Linked DNA regions of Mus musculus: region 2 is linked to region 1. Evidence: chromatin contacts called from public HiChIP or PLAC-seq data. All regions are on one chromosome and are shown on one strand. Each heading gives the region's core, a stretch centred on a gene start, on an enhancer-like site or on the middle of the called end of the contact. The rest is flanking DNA. Distances are from core to core; before and after follow the strand shown. Region 1 overlaps Gm35940 (a long non-coding RNA gene). Region 2 overlaps Gm35835 (a long non-coding RNA gene).

Region 1 (3,675 bases), core at 929-3,428:
GAAAGCACTCAACCAATCTTTTGCACCTTAAAGAGAACTTTTAGGTGTGGGCATACAGAACTGATCATCGTTGCCACAAGATCCGCTTCTTTAATTGTGCTCTGGTTATAAAGTGATTCTGAGAAATGTTATCAAAGAGTTGGGAGGAGAGACACGGAGGTCCTGAACGATGGAAAGTGACATCATAGAGGCAAAGGTCGCAGGTGCGGGACCCTGAGACTTAGACACAGAAGTGCTTGCTGTCTTACTGGTCCCTCCACATGAAGATGAAAGAATTATCCTGTCAGTAGAGTGTGATGGTCAGAAAAATGCGTTCTCTTAATTAATTAATGACACTGGCTCTGTCCGAATCAATCTGTGGGAGATGGAATGCATCTCTGAGGTGAAGCATTATGGCTTTATGTGGAAGCAGACAAGCAGGGCGAGAGATTTTAAATACTGTCCATCCCCAGCATTAAGTGCCCCAGTTCTGATGAGAATCTGGTTTTCCAGACTGTTACTTCATCCCAGGTATTTGTTCCACTTCATCAATATATAACTATAATGTAGATTATATATACACACATATATATATACACACATATATACATATATATGTGTGTGTGTGTATATACATAAATATATATTTAAAGTGTAGCATTTATTGCCTTAAAAGGCTGAGGGAGACATGGCAAATAGTAAAGTGGTTCAACGTTGATAAACCGGATTGGCATGACTATATAACCCAAGGAAGAATTTAAATCTTCTAATCTCTAAGTTTCCCCTTCCATATAATGGTGAAATTAAGGGTATAGTCAGTTTATGTACATAAAAGTCATGCCAGTGTGGCACAATTGTCTCTTTCAACACCTTAGTTGTTGCTTTGTGTGTGTGCAGAGTGTAGTGATGGAAGGCGGCTTGATGCTTCACACACTTGATCTAAGGTCCTACATGTTTATCATCTCCTAATTAGAATCCTCAAGAAGTCACTACATGCATTAAAAACAAAAAACAAAACAGAACAAAACAACTGGTTGTCCAATCATTCTCGGCTTGCTCCTACAGAACATTCAAAAAGGTCTGAAGGTTATGAGGCCATTGACAGGCAGAGCAAAGGAGAAAGGACTGTTTCAGAGCGACCGTGGTTTATCTTGATCTCCGACAGTCTGAACACAGTGTAGAAAGTGAGAGGGTCCATCTGCCTGATTGAGTTCATTAGACAGAAGCCCCATTTCCCTCATTTGGGCAAAGTTCTAGCACTGGGTCTCCAGGCTCGACCTGAACTTTAAGGCAATTAGGCTTTTGGCTGCCTGTCTTCTTGTCCGGGCTATGTTCTTATGCCAGCCCTTAGGAGGCTGCATGTTTCACTCTTCCCTGTGTCTGCAGCTATTCCAACAGTCCAGCAGCCAAATCTTGGCTGTCTATGTCAAAAGTTCTCATTGCATTCCCTTCCAGGCCCACAGGTTTTCATGCTATGGAAAGTATATAAGCCGCCTTGTTCCTGCCTTTCTCGCTCTCCTGCTTTACTGATGAATTGTAACACAGCTCCATTTCTCCCTTCTTCATGGGTTTTCTCTTCTCAGTAGGGCAGGGGAAAACTTTCTTTAAAAGCAACTCCTGGAACATCTCAATCCTTTGGTTCTGCTTGGATCAGAGTAGCCAGTCATTTCCCCATGGTCCTTGGTGGTTTGGTGGTTCTGGCACCGCTTGGGATGATGGAATCTCACTCGGAAATGCTTGCTATGAGGCGTGGCTCAAGCCACTTTCTCTTTCTTCCAGCCAACAGCAAAGCAGCCTGCATTCCTGTGACATTGCTGTGTTTGGGACAGATCCTTTGAAAAGGAAGTGTCCCAACTGGATTTATAGCCATGTTCCTTCTCCATATGTTTATCAACCAAGTTCTTGTGTCCCTCTTGCTCTGCGGGGAGTCTTGAGGCTCCTTTACATCAATGTTTTACATTCTTTCCTGTTTTTCCCCACTCACTCTGAATCCTTAGAGCCCATCCTTTCTTAAGTAGCTCTTCTGTGTCTAGAATCCTGCTTTTCACTATCCTGGCTTTCCATCCCTTCCACGAACTCTTAGCATGGTACCATGGTGCCCTGGAAGGAACATTGAGTGGGTGGCTACATAACTGTGTGACCTCGGGCATGCTACACCACTGCTTTGGGTCTTTGCCTTTTTCTTCTAAACACATGGACTGAATCAAATTATGTTTAAGGGGCCCTTCCTGCTGGGGAAGCATGCTGTGAAGTGTGGGGACTTTCAAAAGCCCTGGAATGCATTGCTCAGCGGAAAATTAGTTGAATCAGTTTGTGGTAGTCTATGATAACAATTCTGGTGACCCTGATCTTCTGACCCAATAGGCTGACTTCTTCCTTCAGTATTCTTCTTAATGCTATCTTAAGATAGACTTTGTGAGTTTCCCAGCTTCATGTGTTACCATTTCTGGCTCTTTCTTATTGATCAGTTCATCACTGGCCACTGAACACAAGTTTTGAAAGTCTTTCATAGTCTGCTTTCTCTTCAGATCTTATAAATCTTTCATTTAAACAAAGTTTTTTTTTCATTCATTCACTCATCCATTTGTTCTCCATTGTACTAGACACTGTCTACAGCTCAGGGAATTGATGCTCAAAGAAATTTAATTTTATTGTTTAAATACTGTTTAGAAAGGACAGCTTTTATCTGCATGTGTCAGTATTGTTTTTAAAACTGTCTTTCAGTTCATTGTATTGGTTTAGAGAGCAAATAAAAAATAAACAAACAAAACCCAGAACTTATTAAAAAAAAGATTTATTCAATTTGGGAGTAAGTATTTCAGGCTGGCTGCAGGTTCCCATGGAAATATTTTGATTCAAATCACTGGATCTGAATCAAACATTAGGGCTTCACTTGGAAACATGGGCCTCACTTAAATCTTCATTGTTACACCTTAAGAATGTCACTTTTTAACATTGCTATAATGACAGATGGGCTGAGTAGGTGTGTGATTCTTACAGTAAGAAAATTAAGGCAGGCACTGCTCAGGAAGATTTTTCTTTGGCTTCTTTATAGTGATTCAGTGAGAAGTAGGCATGAAAAATTACATTGAAGGTAAAACCTCAATATTATGGTCTTCTTTCTTAGTGCTCTATTGCTGTGAAAAGACAGGATGGCCATGGGCATTCATATATGCACATGTATACACACATGCACACACACACACACACACTTAACTGAAATTACAGTTCAGAGGTTTCATCCATTATCATGGTAGAAGCATGACAGCACACAGGTATTCATGGTGCTGGAAATGAAGCTATGAACTTCACGTGTGGATCCACAGGCAGCAGGAAGACAGAGCAACTAGGCCCATCTCCAGTGACACACTTCCTTCAATTAGGCCACACCTCCTAATCCTTTCAAATAGTGCCACTCCTTGATGTCTACACGTTCAAATATAAGATCTTCAAACCCGTCTCTTCAAACCACCACATCAGGCCTTTAGCTTCTTAAAACATGGGTGTAGCTGAATGTGGGGATCAGAAAATTTTAGCAGTGATGTACGGCTCTCAAGCACATAACCATCAAAATTAATTTAAAACCAACCCTATGGTGAACCTGAGGTGTTTCTTGCAGAGTTTGCCTGTACTGTATCACATGACTTCACTGCAGACTTGGTCCTAAACACACAACGTATTCACTTTGCACACAAT
Region 2 (4,077 bases), core at 866-3,365, 150 kb after region 1:
CTCCCAAGTGCTAGAATTACTAGCATGCATCACCACATACACCTTACAGGGCACATTATTGTGAAAATAATTATTTTGCAAAACACTAGCGAGAAGTTGATTAGTCCATCTTTTTACATTTTTTCCAGAAGCTAGAGTGAGGCTGTGCTCTCTCTGTAGTGATGTCACAGTAATAAATATGTCATAGTGAAAAGGTGACACACAGCTTCAAGGTGTTGGTGAGAATAGCTCTGTCCCTCATGAACGATCGAGGAAAGAGGATACCCAGGGACTCCACACGACAATTGAAAAGTTTTTAGACATAAAACAGAGGCCCAAACAAGCAATTATATCATTATGATAAATTTTTTTCTGTGATGGATGAGCTAGGTAACCTGGTTTGATTGTTACACAGTGTGTAAGTATCTCAAAACTTCACAGTGCATTCCATAAACACATGGAAGTAGCAGGTAATAACTGAAAACTAAGGGGTCTGGTAAGATGTCTCAGCTTCTTCTACATCTATTTTGTAGGCATGTGCACTTGCGAGCATGCACACAGACACAGAAAGACAGACAGACAGACACATGCAAAAATATAATAAAAATAATTTTAGTGTTACTTGAATGATTATTCCTCTCTTGTTCCTGTTTTATAGACAATAATAGATACATAATGGATATGTCATAGATATATGATAGGTAGATAGATAGATAGATAGATAGATAGATAGATAGATAGATAGATAGATGATAGATAGAAGACAGATGGTAAAGAAAACAGTACCGACACATGATTAAAGGAAGACAGAATATAGATAGGAAGACAGAAAAGTAGATGGTAGATAGATGGCATGTAGAAAATAGATAGTTGATAGATAGATAGATAGATAGATAGATAGATAGGTAGATAGATAGATAGATAGATAGATAGATAGATAGATAGATAGATAGATAGATAGAGTATAAGGCATTGCCTTTATTTCCTAAGTAAGACCACTGAGGCAGAAGATGACTTTCCCAGAGTTCTACAGATTACAAATGATAGAGGCAGCTTTGGACCCTACAAGCAGCCTTATCAGTGGCTATAGACCATCTTAGACCAGTGGTGTAAGCAGAGGTGATAACGGTGACTGTAACAGCAGGAGTCCTGCTTAACACTTAGGAAACAAGAGCCTAGAAAATTGTGGATGTGCTACATACAGGATCTGCTCTTGTCCTCACAACAGGACATATCACATTATCATGACCAACATCACCACCATCCCCACTGTCAGGAGTGGCAGCACTGGATTGACAAGGAGCCTGTCTTACCTAGAATTGTAATGAATATGTAAGCCCTTACATTTTAAAGTTGTACTATTACTGTAATGAAAACATGACATATGAGCACAGAGGACTGTGTGGTCTGACACTTCATTTGACTTGCATCATGACCAAAGAAGACACATGGCTTTTGCAGAAAAGACCTCTCTGGAGTGGCCTATTTTTACTACTTTCTGAGTGAGGTGTTCAAAGTATACCAGTCCTGAATGGCAGAACATTGGGAACCTTGAGACAGACTCTGTGACTCACTGTAGGGATGCCTTCAGGACTGCGGATGTGAGCAGGCCGAGTTCCTTATTAAGTGATTCATCCGTCTCTCTGTAGTCGGGTAGATTTCTTTTCACGGTTTGTGAAATTTTCTTTCATAAGTTTTCTGTCTACTCTGTATAAAACCAGCAATATCTTTGTTTTCCCCAGGAAAAATCTTTGTCCCCTTATAACTTATATTCCATTCTGTTTTCTTAGGTGTCAGGCCACCACAATAACATGCACTGTTTGTGAAATGGGAATAAATCCCATCTGAGTCTAAGGACTGTGGACAGATACCATGTCTGTCCACATAACTTGTTTCAGACTCTTCCCCTGCTCACTTCCTTCTGAGTGGCCTCTCCCGTGCAAGTGTGGAGGCTAAAGAAGAATCAACTCTCCAAGCAACCTCGATGAGAGAAACGAGCTTTGGATACTTCGAAAGCCTCCATGCCGTGGACCAGGAAGATGACCTGCTTGCCACCCTTTCCCCTGTGTTTATACATTCCAGAGTTCTGCTCTTAAGTATACTTTGAAAACTCCCTTGGAAGAAACCAAATATGCCTTGTTCCAGGGTTGCTTTGAATGTTTTCAGCTTGTAGTCATGGTTGACATAACCTAATTCAAAACATATTGGAAGCACAATGGCACCAAACCTGGGTCGGGAGCCTCAATGTTTCTCTTGAATGGGTTCACTTGTTTTCTCTTTTGCTGTAATTTTTTTTTCTCCAAACTCACAGTCAATGTTTATGATTTGTATCTGAGATATAGCTTCAAAAATAGGCATGCTGCTAAATTTATGCTAAAGGAGGTAAGAAGAAAAAAAACTAGATAAAGAACAGGAGAGAAACAGGGGGAGAATAAAATTGAACAGGCAAAGAGGAGCCGGTGAGAAGTCCCAGTAGAGAAAGAGCTCGCTGTGCGAACCTGGAGGCCTGCGTTTGGTTCCTGGACCCCATGTAAAAATGGAAGGGAAGAACTGAAGATACATAGCTGACCCCTGACCTCTGCATGTCAGCCGTGGTGTATCTGTGTGACTGCATACATTCATTACACACAGGAAGAAAGTAAAAAAGGAACATTAAAATAGGAACCAAAGATTTACTAGACTAAAATTGATCCTAGAAACAATTTTCGGTACTGGTCCAGGGCATTGATTGACAGGCAAAGCCCCCCATTTGCATCCTTAGGGACACTGAGATGGTCGAGCTGGCTCTTGCATGTCTGCCTGGGCATCGTGTCGTCATGCGAAACAAGTCTGTCCTCCATGCATAACAGTGCAGCAAGTCTTTGAAAAATATCAAAAATAAAATTTCCATGTGATTTCCCCCAAATTTTACTTTGGGATCTATATATCCAGAACATTTGAAAGCAATATCAAAGCAGATAAAGAAGAGTTATTCACAGTAGCTAAGAGGTAAACATAAGTCAGATATCCATTAACAGATGAGTGGATAAATAAAATGTGGTACATGTACACATGTATACACATGGAACTACTATTCAGCCTTACAGAAGAAGGAAAGTTTGAAGCATGCTAAGGCATGGATGTCTGTTAAGTGGAATAAACAATCACCAAGGGAAAATTCCACAGGAGTCCACTCATGTGAAATATCTAGACTAGTCACATTCATAAGAAGAAAGTAGATGGGGACTTGAAGGAGTAGGGAGCTATATGAGGTACAGTGGGTGCAGTTTCTGTGTGTAAGGATGAAACATTTTGGAGCTGTATGCTGGTGAGAACCAAAGACACTGAACATGGTCAGCCTTATACATATGACATTGCTTGGCTTATTTTGTGCTGTCTTAGTCAGGACTTTGTTGCTCTGAAGAGACACCGTGACCATGACAACACTTATAACAGAAATTTTTGTGAATATTTTATTAAAATTTTTAGGAATTTTTTTAAAGTTGGCACTTTAGATGGATTCAATAGAGTGCATACACACACACATATATGTATATACATATACATATACATATACATATACATATACATATACATATACATATACATATACATATACATATACATATATGTATATATGATTTGGGTAAATTACCTTACTTAGACTGTGTTAAGTATTCACCTAACTACTAACAAGCTAGAGGTTTGTTGACAAAGCCCAGTGTGAAACCCTACTGTCATGACTCCTAGCTCTGTGTAAACCCTTGCCCTTTAAGACCAATTCCTCAGGCAAATCTGGAAGAAGAAACTGGGAAGGCTTAGGGAAAAGCTTGGACATACTGCTCTGCCACAGAAAGAAGCCCTGTGCTGTGAGTGGTCATGGAGGTAGCTCCTTGGCTTGTGGCTGAGTATCTGCATACACTGTGTTTGTCAACAGTTCTAATTCTACAGGTGAGAGAAAGGGCAATCCATCTGGCTGTGAAGGGGCTTCCCCTCCCAACCTAGCCACCTCCTTCAGCTTTCTTGGTCCACCTGGGAAATAACAGTCAACTGTTTTCTGCTGGCCCCTCCCTTGCCACCATCCTTCTTGGAGAGGCTAGCAATCCCAGAAAGAACTTG

What was found. HiChIP or PLAC-seq counts read pairs in DNA pulled down with a chosen protein or histone mark.
Region 2: a contact with region 1 is called in an H3K27ac HiChIP or PLAC-seq map of the NIH/3T3 cell line, with 3 times the contacts expected there. The contact joins two enhancer-like sites. A contact is called at or near these places in 2 of 484 Hi-C or Micro-C datasets (adipose-derived mesenchymal stem cells and embryonic fibroblasts) and 2 of 115 datasets of contacts at active chromatin or transcription factors (the NIH/3T3 cell line and embryonic fibroblasts).

Annotation. Positions count from the first base shown.
Region 1 is chr9:41,807,539-41,811,213 of GRCm38.p6, reverse strand. The region is part of intron 1 of Gm35940 (a long non-coding RNA gene); the gene reads right to left. Among named protein-coding and RNA genes, the nearest start is that of Gm35940, 3.7 kb to the right of the region's middle. Within about 2 kb of position 2,178, at least 60 of the 459 cell types and tissues checked have an H3K27ac peak or open chromatin away from gene starts, as enhancers often do. A contact at or near this core is called in the NIH/3T3 cell line, adipose-derived mesenchymal stem cells and embryonic fibroblasts, where this site is marked.
Region 2 is chr9:41,658,264-41,662,340 of GRCm38.p6, reverse strand. Gm35835 (a long non-coding RNA gene) reads left to right here. Exons shown (of 5, transcript XR_379295.4): 5 at 1,770-4,077. Among named protein-coding and RNA genes, the nearest start is that of Gm35835, 77 kb to the left of the region's middle. Within about 2 kb of position 2,115, at least 34 of the 459 cell types and tissues checked have an H3K27ac peak or open chromatin away from gene starts, as enhancers often do. A contact at or near this core is called in the NIH/3T3 cell line, adipose-derived mesenchymal stem cells and embryonic fibroblasts, where this site is marked.